Linked DNA regions of Sus scrofa: region 2 is linked to region 1. The links are chromatin contacts, called in public Hi-C maps. All regions are on one chromosome and are shown on one strand. Each heading gives the region's core, a stretch centred on a gene start, on an enhancer-like site or on the middle of the called end of the contact. The rest is flanking DNA. Distances are from core to core; before and after follow the strand shown.

Evidence for each region. A called contact is a pair of places that touch in the nucleus more often than the background predicts.
Region 2: a contact with region 1 is called in a Hi-C map of epiblast stem cells, with 2.8 times the contacts expected there. The contact joins the promoter of GPHA2 here to the promoter of CDCA5 in region 1. A contact is called at or near these places in 2 of 47 Hi-C or Micro-C datasets (epiblast stem cells and liver) and 1 of 2 datasets of contacts at active chromatin or transcription factors (skeletal muscle).

Annotation. Positions count from the first base shown.
Region 1 is chr2:7,099,433-7,105,922 of Sscrofa11.1, reverse strand. CDCA5 (sororin) reads right to left here and starts at 2,275. Exons shown (of 6, transcript XM_003122566.5): 1 at 2,102-2,275; 2 at 1,780-1,874; 3 at 1,633-1,698; 4 at 1,517-1,552. The coding sequence starts at 2,147. It overlaps ZFPL1 (zinc finger protein-like 1), which reads left to right and starts at 2,342. Exons shown (of 8, transcript XM_021082868.1): 1 at 2,342-2,524; 2 at 2,838-2,947; 3 at 3,260-3,371; 4 at 4,813-5,006; 5 at 5,102-5,174; 6 at 5,248-5,394; 7 at 5,510-5,761; 8 at 6,250-6,490. The coding sequence starts at 2,846. The coding sequence ends at 6,281.
Region 2 is chr2:7,243,077-7,249,109 of Sscrofa11.1, reverse strand. GPHA2 (glycoprotein hormone alpha-2) reads right to left here and starts at 3,823. Exons shown (of 4, transcript XM_003122551.4): 1 at 2,266-3,823; 2 at 1,777-1,879; 3 at 1,433-1,617; 4 at 842-1,325. The coding sequence starts at 2,361. The coding sequence ends at 1,224. It overlaps MAJIN (membrane-anchored junction protein), which reads right to left. Exons shown (of 11, transcript XM_005660723.3): 10 at 5,835-5,952; 11 at 4,710-5,226. The coding sequence ends at 5,181. It overlaps PPP2R5B (serine/threonine-protein phosphatase 2A 56 kDa regulatory subunit beta isoform), which reads left to right. Exons shown (of 14, transcript XM_005660724.3): 14 at 197-969. The coding sequence ends at 344.

The DNA.
Region 1 (6,490 bases), core at 1,026-3,525:
GAGTCTAAGTAAAAGGGATGTTGAACAAAATGAGGGGTCACTGACTACTTCCTCAATCCCTACAGCTAAGCAGTCATCCACGTCCTTGCAGTTTTTTGGGGGGCTCAATTTCATGAATCTATTATTCGACCAATAAGAAAGAGTGGCTATCATAGTGGAGGCAGAAGTCTGCCCTCGAGACAACAAACATGCAAATAATATACTCTCAGCTATGAACAAGGCCTATGGAGAACCACATGGAAAAGGCTTCCAGGAGGAGCTGTCCTTTGAGCTGAGTCCTGTGTGACAGGGGTGGCTGTGTGGTAAGCCGGGGGCAAAGCAGCACTCTGCCTTTCCCTTACTTCAGGCTCCCACTACCTCACTTCAGGATTCCATTCAAGTCCTCCCACCTGGCCTGAGGTCCCCAGAAGGCTTCCTCCAACCTGTTCTCCACCCAGACCCAAGAGGGATCTTTCTAAAACATCCAGGCTTGCCTCAGTTACTACCTTGCTGAAGACTCTCTAAAGCTGCCCACAGAGCCAAGAAGGAAGCCCAACCAAGCTTAGGAAAGCTAGGCTTTCATGCCTCATCAAGATCCGCTCTGGCTTAGCACACTCCCTGCCAAGGTCGGCTGCAGACGCACCAAACAAGCTACCGCTCCCCGAACCTCGTGCTTTTCCTTGTGGACTCAGGATGTCTGCAAGCACAGCTTCCTTTGCCTGGGATGCCCCCAACCTGTTTTCATCGACTCTGTTTAAACGCTTCTGTGAAACATACCCCAAGCTGCCTGGTCTGGGTTAGGCACCTTCATAGCTCCTAGTCCTTTCTCTTTTGCAGTCTTCAGCACACTGTTCCCACTTATTTTTTTCTTTCTCCCCACTTGACTGTAAGCCTTGTGAGCTACTCAAAGACAGTTACCATTTCTCATTTATGATACCTTCAGGCACAGATCTTGTTACTGAAACTCCTTAACTATGATTTCTGCTAAAACAGTTAAGGACATTATACTATACTAAGGACAACAGACTAGAAAAAGTAATTAAAACAGTTCAACTCTTGGAGTTCCCGTCGTGGCGCAGCGGAAACAAATCCAACTAGGAACCATGAGGTTGCAGGTTCGGTCCCTGGCCTCGCTCAGTGGGTTAAGGATCTGGCGTTGCCGTGAGCTGTGGTGTAGGTCGCAGATGCGGCTCAGATACCGCATTGCTGTGGCTCTGGTGTAGGCCAGTGTCTACAGCTCCAACTAGATCCCTAGCCTGGGAACCTCCATATGCCGCAGGTGCAGCCCTAAAAAGACAAAAAAAAAAAAACCACAGCTCAACTTTTAAAGGAAAATGGTAGAGAATACCAGCGCAACAATAGCTAGACACCGCAAGTATGCAAGAAGTGAGCCAAACTGGCAACACATGCAGGTATCCAAAGGTAAATTATTTCAAAATACAACAAAAACAGCTCCCCAGGCAGATGTGAGCAGCCATTACGCCCCAGCTCGAGTGTCCTGGGTTGCCTTCAACTAAGAAAATGAAAACGAACTTACCCTGGGGCTTCTTCGAGGCGTGGGAACAGATGGAGTCTGTGGAGACAACATTAAGTGATCACACAGCCGGCCCCCTATTCTGGCTCCCCGTGCTCAAACCCTCTCTCAGCCCTCACCTCTACAGTATGGGCCACGATCTTCTTCAAGACGATGGGCTTTCGGACTGGAGCCGCCTGGGGTGCCTGGAGGAAGAGGGGTGAACATGAGCTCTGCATTCGTCCAGGGGCCTCCGGAGCAGGAGGACTGAGGAATCCCGGGCTCACCTTAGGCCGGATTTCTGGGAAGGTGCTTGGAAGATCAGAGCCTGATTTCCGCTGGGACCTCCTTAGAGACTGAGTAGGAGTTGGGGTCCTGGGCCCTGGAAAGAGAAAAATTTAGGAGGCGGGGGAGGACTCTAGACCTTAGAGTTTAGAGTCCTCAGGTTCTGGAGAGAGCGAGAGAGTCTCCCAAACAAGCCCTCTGTGGACACCTTCCTGGGCGGGGAACAAGCCTCCAAAGGCAGTGAGGGTGGCGGGAGGGCCTTCCTCACGGAACTGCGTCCCTCAAACGGCTCAGCCCCATCTCTCCCTCGCGCCCTCCGCTCACCGGAGCTCTGGGCGGCCCCTCCGGACCGCGTTCGCCTCTCGGACATGTCTAGCCTTGGGCTCGATCTTCGCCGCCGACGCCACGGCCGCACGCTCCCGCGCCAACCCGAAGCGCAAACGTTCGAATTGCCCGCCTCGCTCGGGAGGAAGCGGAAGTGACGTTGGGCGGGAGGACCGATAAGCCCTGGTTACACCGTTTGCACCCGCCTCCACGTCTAGCGTCTGCAGGGGCGGGGCCAGTGGCGCGCTGGCGTCATCAGCACGCGCCGCACCCGGAAGAGACGTGGCAGCGGAGGGATAATCGGAGCGTTCTGAGCTGGAGAAAGCTGAGCGAGAACTCGGCTGAGCGCAGTCTGACCTTCTGCGGCTCGGAGCGGAGCTCGCGCCTCTGGGGACCGGTGCAGCCCCGGATTGGTAACACAGAGTACGGTCTGTGGAGGAGGTGGGGGCGGGGCTTGAGGGGGTGGGGCTCAGGAGGGGCCCCTGGGGGCGGGGCCGGTGGTATCGGAGGGGTCTGGCCGCGGGTGGGATATGGGAGGAATGGGGGGGTCTCCGGAGGTGGGATTTATGCAGGGGGCGTGTCTCGGAGTGAAGAGGGACGGTGGGCAGGAATGTGGGGTTGGGGCGAATACAAGAGGTGTCGAAGGCGGTTAAGAGTGGAAACGAACTGAGTTGGTGAGTGCGTAGTGGCGGCCCCCAGAACCTGGTCCCCTGCCACTTCTGACCCCCTTCCTCAGGGTCGACTATGGGGCTTTGCAAGTGCCCCAAGAGGAAAGTGACCAACCTGTTCTGCTTCGAACACCGAGTCAACGTCTGCGAGCACTGTCTGGTAGCCAATCATGCCAAGGTGGGTGTTCAAGGGAGTGCCTGTGCAGGGCACAAGGTAGGCAGTTGGTATTGACTTCCTCCAAATCCATGAAGGTCTTGGCCCTAGAGTGGAAGCTCCACGAGGGCAAGAGCTTAATTGATTTTGTTCACTGTTACATCCCTAGTTCTTAAGACAGAGTCTGGCATACAGTATGTGTTCAATATGTGTCTTTCCATTGGTCAAATGAAAGGATGGGGCTCTTCTGTGATGAGAGAAAAAGAGGCATCTGGGCCTTGGGGAGATGGGCTGTGGAGCCCTTGCTCCAGTTGTGATCTCTTTCTCCCACTCCAGTGCATCGTCCAGTCCTATCTGCAGTGGCTCCAAGATAGCGACTACAACCCCAATTGCCGCCTGTGCAACGTACCCCTGGCCACCCGGGAGACGACCCGCCTCATCTGTTATGGTGAGGCCTGGGCAACTTGGGGGGATCAGGACAGGCCCAGCATGACTAGTTAACAGGCCCTCCCTAAGCAACAGCACAGTGAGACACTCAGGCCTGGGAGGCTGGAGCCCCAGATTCTGGTCCAGCTAGGTTACTTGCTTTGAGCTCAGGCAAGTCACTTTTCCCTTTCTGGGCTTTAGTGTCTGTCCCTAGAAATTAAAGCTCCTAATTTCTTCCCTGCCAATGTCGAGGGTTGAGTGAGAGCCAGCCAAACTTGTGGGTGTAGTTGTGGCTGCAAGCAGTAGCTAGCCGTACCAGAAGCGAGCTGAACGCATGGGGCTTTCAGACATTCGGGAGCCATTTCTGAGTCTAAGATGAAACAGAGAGGAACTGAGTTTCCTGCAGTAACGTCAGCTAAAAGAAGTCAGCAGAGGCATGAGTCCTGACCTTGACCTGAATGGTGTAAGACCCTCAGCTGCCCCCCCCCCTTTTTTTTCTGTCTTTTTGCTATTTCTTGGGCCGCTCCCACAGCATTTGGAGGTTCCCAGGCTAGGGGTCCAATCGGAGCTGTAGCCACCGGCCTACGCCAGAGCCACAGCAATGCAGGATCCGAGCTGAGTCTGCAACCTACACCACAGCTCACGGCAACGCCAGATCATTAACCCACTGAGCAAGGCCAGGGACCAAACCCCCAACCTCATGGTTCCTAGTCGGATTCGTTAACCACTGCGCCACGACGGGAACTCCTCAGCTGCCCTTTTTGAAGGAAACTAGTGTAAAAGAGTGAATTCCATGTATGTGTTTTTCACTGTGAGTGTGTGTTTACATGTGCATAAGTTTAATGGGCATCGTGTCTTGGCCTAGGTGTTAGTGTGTTGGTACTGTGGGTGAGTGAATGGGTAACTGCATGCAAACACACAAGCACAGGTGTGTTGTAGGGTTGCGGGAGTATGCACAAGTGAGAGTGCTTAAGTGTTAGCAAACTTGAGTGTATAGATGTGTATACGTGAAAGTTAGTTTCCCCGTAAGTGTGGATACAGGGGCTGGCAGTTGTGCTTGTGTATATTTGTGCCCATGGTTGTGTACACACATACATGTGCCTGTGTCTGTCTCTGGGAACCTTTTCCGAAACTGTTCATGATGAGCTGTTAGTCCAGGGAGCTTGTGATAAGTGCAGGTCCAGAGAGGACTCTCAGAAATGGTAGGTGGCGTCTTCTTCCCATCCACCCTCACCTCCTAGTGGGCTGGGGAGCTTGGATCTGCCATGACTTAGATAGTGGTGGCCACGGTGGCCAAGGTTGTAGGCAGTGCTGAGGAAGTGGACCTGGGATGGGGATGGGAAAAAGGGCTGGGCTTACACTTGCGTGTGTATATCTCATAGCGGGCTGGGGGCTCTGTTGGCCAAGGGGTCCTGAGTGTCTTCCTCTTCATGCCTCTCCTCCACCACTTGACGGGCCCTAAGATCTCTTCCACTGGGCCTGCCTCAATGAACGTGCCGCCCAGCTACCCCGAAACACAGCGCCTGCTGGCTACCAGTGCCCCAGCTGCAGTGGCCCCATCTTCCCTCCAGCCAACCTGGCTGGCCCGGTGGCCTCCGCATTGAGAGAGAAGCTGGCCACGGTCAACTGGGCCCGGGCAGGACTAGGCCTTCCTCTGGTGAGAGCCCATCTGCCCTGGGTCCCACCTGGGCCAGATGAGTGGGTGGGGACAGCACCGGGCAGGCTGGTGACATCATTGGTTCTTTTCTCCAGATTGACGAGATGGCGAGCCCAGAGCCCGAGCCCCTCAACACTTCTGAGTTCTCTGACTGGTCCAGCTTTAATGGTAAGCGCTGGTCTCCACCTGCCGTTGGGGCCTTGCCTCCCTGCTCTGCTGACAGCTCTGTTCCTGCCCACAGCCAGCAGTAGCCCCACACAAGAGGAGACAGCCAGTGCTTCTGCTGCCCCAGCCTTCTACAGCCCAGTCCCCCGGCCGCCCGCTTCCCCGAGCCGGCCTGAGCAGCACACAGTGATCCACATGGGCAGTTCTGAGCCGCTGACTCACGGTGAGCCGGGGGATGGGCCAGGCCAGAGAAGGATAGGACGGGACTGGGGTGGTCTGTATGGCGGGCGCTCTGGTCCAGACACCCACTCGCAGGGCCCCTTCCTCACTCCCGTCAGAGACGTTACCTTCCAACAATTCCGAGAGACTCCGGCTGAGAAGGGCGGGGTCTCCTGCCCTCCCCTCCCCACCCCGCTGTGGGCCAGTTTTCCTGAGCCTGTGGATGCCGGTGGCTCTGCCCCTGCAGCCTCGGCCCCGAGGAAGGTGTATGACACGCGGGATGATGCCCGGGTACCAGGCCTCCACGGGGATTACGACGATGACAAGTACCGTCGCCGGCCTGCCCTGGGCTGGCTGGCCCAGCTGCTCAGGTACACAGGGTCTGGTGCGGCAGGATGCCAGGGCAGGGGAGTGGGAGTGAGAGCCAGAGTCAGAGGCCCCTGAGCAGGACAGTTTCATGAAAAAAGGGGCTTGTCCTGGGCAGTAATGGGACGTGGGGTTAGGGCTGTGCACAGAGGCCGCTCTCCCGCTCTTTCCTTGCCTGCTACACTTGAGGTTCAGACTCGGGCTCTTTGAGGCCCCTTCCTGCTCTGACACCACCCATTCCTGTTCTGCCACCACCCAGTCTTTGTGACTTTTCTTACGCCTGACACGTTCCGGTCTCCAGAATACAGTTGCTGCCTCAGCTGGTTTGAGTGCACGGTCCCCCTCGTAGTGGGCAGGCGCACACGAGGCTCAGGGATAGTGGCACTGGGGCCAGAAGAGGAGGGGCATGGCTGGGGCTCCACTCCCAGCCACAGGGGCCGCCAGGGGGGATTGGAGGCCTGATCTGACTTTCCCTCATCCCCCCACCCCCCAGGAGCCGGGCTGGGTCTCGTAAGCGGCCGCTGACCCTGCTCCAGCGGGCGGGGCTGTTGCTGCTGCTGGGGCTGCTGGGCTTCCTGGCCCTCCTTGCCCTCATGTCTCGCCTGGGCCGGGCTGCGGCTGACAGCGATCCCAACCTGGACCCGCTCATGAACCCTCACATCCGTGTGGGGCCCTCCTGAGCCCTTGCTTATGGCTGGGCCAGCCCAGGACCTGGGGGCCTGAGGGGAGGGGTG
Region 2 (6,033 bases), core at 2,574-5,073, 140 kb before region 1:
CCTGCCCTTCAGCTGGGCCCTCAGGGCCCGGCGGGTCCTGCGGCTCCACACCCCCGGGTGGGACCAGACCGCCCTTAGTGCTGCCTCCCCTGAGTGGAAGGGTCCCAGCCGTTCCTTCGCAGGTGGGGTGGTGGTGAGGGAGGCTGGACTGTAGGTGGGGCCCTCGTGGGGGAACTGACTCACCCTCTCTCCACAGGGAGCAGCAGAAGGCTCGGGAACGTCAGGAGCTGTGGCAAGGCCTGGAGGAGCTACGGCTACGCCGGTTACAGGGGACCCAGGGGGCCAAAGAGGCCCCGCTCCAGCGGCCTACACCCCCGGTGGCCACCAGTGGAGGTCAGAGCTAGAGACCCCGGGAGGGAGGAGCTAGCCCCAGCGCGATCAGCCCTCCCTCCTCCCTTCTGCGCAGGGGCCCAGAGAGATACAAAGCTGCTCCTGGCCTTGCCTGAGTGGGCTCGCCTGGCCCCATGTGGGCAGTTTCCGCTGGGGGGAGAGAGGAGAGATGGTGGTCCTGGCCACAGAACTCTCAGGCCCTCCTGGCAAGATTTGACCAGGGCAAGCTTGACCAGGAAGCTGCCATTGGGGATCTGCCTCTGCCCCACAAAGCTGGGCTCCAGAACTGCAGGCAGGTTCCCACCCCCTGCTCCCAGCCTAAGGCAAGGGGACTCAGCCCCTTGCCTGCCCCGCCTTGTGCCAGCGCGAGGTCCTTCCTCACCCCACCATGGGATCCATGGTCTATTTATTCTCCCCCAGCTCACCTGCAACACAGACATTCTCCTGGGCCTGGGGCACCCTCCTTCCCTCCCTTCCCTTGCCCTGTACATCCTTGTCCCCTTTTTATTTATTGGGCAGGGGGAGGGGTGAGGGCACAGGCAGAAGATTCCCCGTGTCCTGGGGCAAGGGGGGGGTCACAGTATCCACGGTCTCCCCTTTCCCTGGCTGGGGGTAGATTTAATAAAGAGAGAAACTCGAGATCTGCTTGTTTTATTTAGGGGTAGGGACAGGGAAGGAAGTGAAATGAAGGACTGGTTAGAAAGACAGGCGGAGGTGGAGAAGAGACAGACAGCCCCCTCTTCCCAGGAGGGGACAGTCACAGGATTTTCTAACAGGGCTGGAGCTGTCGTCCTTAGGGAGGATATATATTACGTCCTCGGGATATAAGAGACTTGTAGGATGTGCTCCAGCGTTAAACCCTCAGACCAAGGGAAGGGCTGGGGGAGGCTGGGCTAGTAGCGTGAGAGGCGACACATGTCGCACTGGCAGGCCCTGGCCGTGAAGATCTCCAGCTCCTCCCTCCGGTCCCCCCCACAGTGCAGCTGCACCTTCACCTGTGGGAGAGGCGGCGTCTGTTCCAGCCCCCTCCCGCGGGCCATCTCCCATCCCCATCTCCTCTCTCCCCTCCCAAGTGGGCCCCGGCTGGGCTCGGCCCCCTCACCTTCCTCAGGCTGCTGATGGTGCAGCACTGAGAGACGGAGGTGATGTTGTGTCGATAGCCGCTGGCCACCAGCACGGAGTACCGGGATGGGAAGGCACTGGACTCACAGTGGCCCACACAGGCCTGTGCCACATGGGAGCCCTGGCAGGTGCCTTGGCGGTCACTTCGCACGGTCACGTTGAAGGCTGGAAGGAGAAAGGCAGGCGGGAGATGGTGCCTTTGCGAAGGCTCACTCAGCTCCTGTTGCCTGAGCCTCACCGGGTCCTCCAGGGTGCCGCCCACCCCTCGGTCCAGTCCATCAGAGCTTTGCTCCCACCCAGCTGTCTGCTCCCAGGGTTACTTACGGTGCAAGTGGCAGCCTGGGATGGCTGCCTGCTGACCCTGGCCTTCAGGGATTGCCAGGACCAGCAGGCAGAGGAGCAGGGTTTGGGGGGAGGCCATGGGCATCTGAAACACAGTGGGTAGACAGATGTCTCTAGAGGAGTGAGCAGGGGGGAGGGCGAGGGCTTTAAGTTGGCGGAGCCAGGGCTAGGCTGGTCTCCGACGGGGCAAGGCATGCAGAGAGGGCTGTCTTTTCCTGGCATCTGCCTTTGGGTGCGTGTGCTTGTGCATGTGCGTGTCTGCCAGTGAGTCTCTCCGGATGCGTGTGAGGGTGAGCAGCTGTCTCAACGTGACTTGTGTATCAGCCCACTGCGGTGATGCTCCCCTGGAATTTCCTCCACCATCTGGAGCACAAACCTCTGCCTCCCTCCATCTGCCCCACGCTGGTCTGCAGGACCCTTATCTGCAGTCCCCAGGCCCTACCGGGGCTCTTCCTGCCTCAGTGAGCTCACCGCTTCCAAGGCCCAGGAACTGAGTGGCTGGAGTGGCTCCTCTTGCCTCCTGTGGTCTCCAGCCGCGAGGCTCTCCCAGTTTTTATTTGCCAGCATTCTGCAGCCACGCCCTCTCGGAGATCGGCTTTCAGGCCTGCCTCTGCCGAAGCCTCACAGCAAAACCACCTGGGAAATCCTGCTCTTCTCTGAGGTGTGGTCCTCAGAGGGCGGACGGATTCTGCTGCCCTCCTGTCCGAAAGCAGCCTGCGCCCCGGGCTGGGGAAGTGAGGTGTAGAGAAAGCCCAGGAGCCGGGAGAGGGCAGCGTGTGTGCAGGTGGGGCGAGACGGCTCCGGACTGGGCTGTGTTGTGGCCACCTGGGTTCTCTGCTGTGTGACTTTAGGCAGGACATTTCTGTTTAGGGCTTTGCCAGCCCAACCTTAAACTATTGAACTCACCATTGCCTCTCACCCACTGCAAAGGAGAGCATGGACAGGAGAAGTGATAGTGGGGGTCTCCTGAGACGCTTGGTGGCAGAGCCAGGGAAAAATGGGGGTTCCCAAGTCCGTTTCAGAGCTTTATTTTCACTGTCGAGTGGGTGATTTCTCATCCTGGGGGTCAGCTACAGAGTGGGGCTCCTGCTAATCCCTGGAATAACAGGGACTTGACTCCTAGAAGAGCGCGAAGCTGTCGACCCCAGAAAACCTGATCATTGAGTCCAGCCCTGGCTCTGGTTTTACTGGTGAGGCAACTAAGGCTCAGAGAAGGAAAGTGACTAAAGGTCACACAGCTAGTTCATGCCGGGGGCAGATTTGAAAAGCCAATCTCTTACTGTTCATGCATGGTGCTAAATTATACTTGGGGCAAGAACAGGGCAAATTAGAAGAAGACCCCTGGTCAGCAGGAGCCACGGGGGCTGGGGCAGGGAGGAGATCCAAGGACGCCGGTGGTGGTTCTGGCCCACACGCCCTAGGGCCACTGCCTCACTGACCTTCTCAGGGTGCTGGAGCCAACCACACAGGCTGCCAGGGCGGGAAGACACTTGAGAGCTCATCAAATCCTACCCCTTCATTTTCCAGAGGAGAAAATAAGAACCAGAAAGGAAACTGACTTGGCCAAGGCTTCACTGTAAGTTCGTCAGTCCGAATGGTATTCAGCTCTCTAGATTCTGGAGCTGTGCCTTTCAACAGCTTCGGAAGGAGGCTGTGTTTGGGAAAGCCGGGCAAGGGCTGCAGACACAACCTGTCCCTAGCCCTCTGGTCCTCACACACCATGCTTCCCCCTCAGCCCTCTTCCCCTCAGGTCCCGGGCCCTTCAGCAAGCCCAGCTCTTCCCTCCCCACCCAAGGGAAGGGCATCAGAACAAGGGGTCTCCGAGGGACCTCAGCAATCTAGCCCCAGCTTTCCCACTTATTGGGGAAACTTTCAGCATCTGACAGATAATCGGCTCTGTTTAAAGACTAGGCACGGTGACAAAGGCTCATTACCTTACAAGGTGGCCCATTAGATACTGGACATCTCTGCAGTTAAAAAGTGTTTCCTGGGAGTTCCCGTCGTGGCGCAGTGGTTAACGAATCCGACTAGGAACCATGAGGTTGTGGGTTCGATCCCTGCCCTTGCTCAGTGGGTTAAGGATCCGGCGTTGCCGTGAGCTGTGGTGTAGGTTGCAGACGCGGCTCGGATCCCGCGTTGCTGTGGCTCTGGCGTAGGCCGGTGGCTACAGCTCCGATTCAACCCCTAGCCTGGGAACCTCCATATGCCGCAGGAGCGGCCCAAGAAATAGCAACAATAACAACAACAACAACAAAAAAGACAAAAGACAAAAAAAAAAAAAAAAAAAGTGTTTCCTTTGTTCTGAGCTCAAATGAGTGCCCTCAATTCCCATATATTATTGTGCCCCTCTGTGGTGGCCACACAACACAAATCTAGTCTGTCTGTTCCACATAAGCCCTTGGGTTACATGAAGACAGATTGGATGTCCTGGTCTTCTCCAGGGCCCTAACCTACCCTGACTTCCAGTTAATCCAATAAACTAATCTCCATTATTGCCAAAAGCCAAAGGGGTGGGTAAGTGAGAAGCATTTATCTACCAAGAGACAGCGCTTTGGGGTCAAAGTGGGTGAATGGAGGAGACGTGATTTCTTGAGCGTCAGCAGGGCTTAGGACACTGAGTCTTGTAAGACTTTGTTCTCTAACCCCCCCCAGGGGGGTTTAAGATTTGAGGTCAGGGAGTTCCCATTGTGGCTCAGTGGTAATGAACCTGGCTTGTATCCATGAGGACGCAGGTTCGATCGCTAGCCCCGCTCAGTGGGTTAAGGATCTGGAGTTGCCTTGAGCTGTGGTGTAGGTCACAGATGCGGCTCAGATCTGGTGTTGCTGTGGCTGTGGCGTAGGATGGCGGCTATGGCTCTGATTGGACCTCTAGCCTAGGAACCTCCATATGCTGTGTGTGTGGCCCTAAAGAGACAAAAAAAAAAAAAAAAGATTTGAGGTCAGGTTCAGACCCCACCCACCCAAAGCGTTCTGTGGACAGTAACCAGGGAGACCCCGGGGAGGTTTCAGGCATGGACGTTTCCCTATATCTTGAGGAAAGAGTTTGCTCTCTTTCCCTCTTTCTAGCTCACTAAATTTAGTCAATAACTCTTCATAAATAATTTATTGTCATTAGGAATCTAAGTGCTGGAGATGAAAGACCTAACTGGCCCATGGAGCAGTAAAATTCTCAGACTAGAGCATTTCAGAAAGTTACATTCTTTTCTTAGTGTTTTAAATTGGGAAAAAACATTCCATTGTGAAGAGGCAAATGACTGGACGAACCCGCGGGAGGACTCAGGGAGTTGGGGCTCTCGGATCCCGTGACTGGAATGTCATAAGCAGAGGGTGGACTGGGGGAGTCACTGCAAGAGACAGAGCCCTTCCCGCCGCTGCACTCAGAAGTCTCACTGGGTGCTCTTTCTGAAGAAATACCGAAACGGGAAGAGAGAGCTGCAGGAAGGAGAGCAGAGCAGGTTGAGACTCGAGAGGCCCACGTCCCTTCTCCCAGGCCCCGTCAGGGCTCCAATAGCTAGGGCATTTTTGCTCTGAGAGACCACTGAATAAAACTCAAGTCTGAAACAGCAGTTGAAAAGGTACCAAAGTTAGATTGTACTCAGGAGGCGGAAATGAAGAAGAACTGCAATGGGATGGCTGAGCCCTCCAGAGATAAAGGGATTTGCTAACTACACTCTGCAAAAGAGACTCTGAAGATAGAGCCTAGATTCAGAGGGAGAATGGAAACAATTTGGTAAGCAAATCATGTGAATAACCCAAACACAATAATGGTCTCTGTCTCAGCAGCATGTATGGAATCAGGCCGAACGCTGAGCACATCGGGATGGGGTAGGTCGTATAAAAACGACCAAGACACGATCTTCGTTGAATTCACAGTTAGGGCCCTCATGCTCAATCTCATTTCCATTATCTGCCCTGGGCAAAATAGAGGTTATGCAGGTAAACTGTTTTCTCATCTAATTTCCCTGAGAGACTCAAGGAGGCAGGCTCTGGAGCTAGGTTGCCTGGATCTCAGTTTGATGCAGGAAAGAAATCTGTTCTACCTTAGAAACCCAAAGAAGCCACTGGTTTGCAGATCTCCGGGTCCTTCAGGTGGAGGGGGATTGTTTTGCTGCAATGGTGGGACAGTCTTCCCTGCTGGGCTGTCTCCCCACTTAGAATCTGCAAGGAAAACACTCAGGCAGGAAAAGGTGTGAGTCTGTGGGTGACTTTCGTGTGAGCAGGAGAAGGCAGGATATTGAG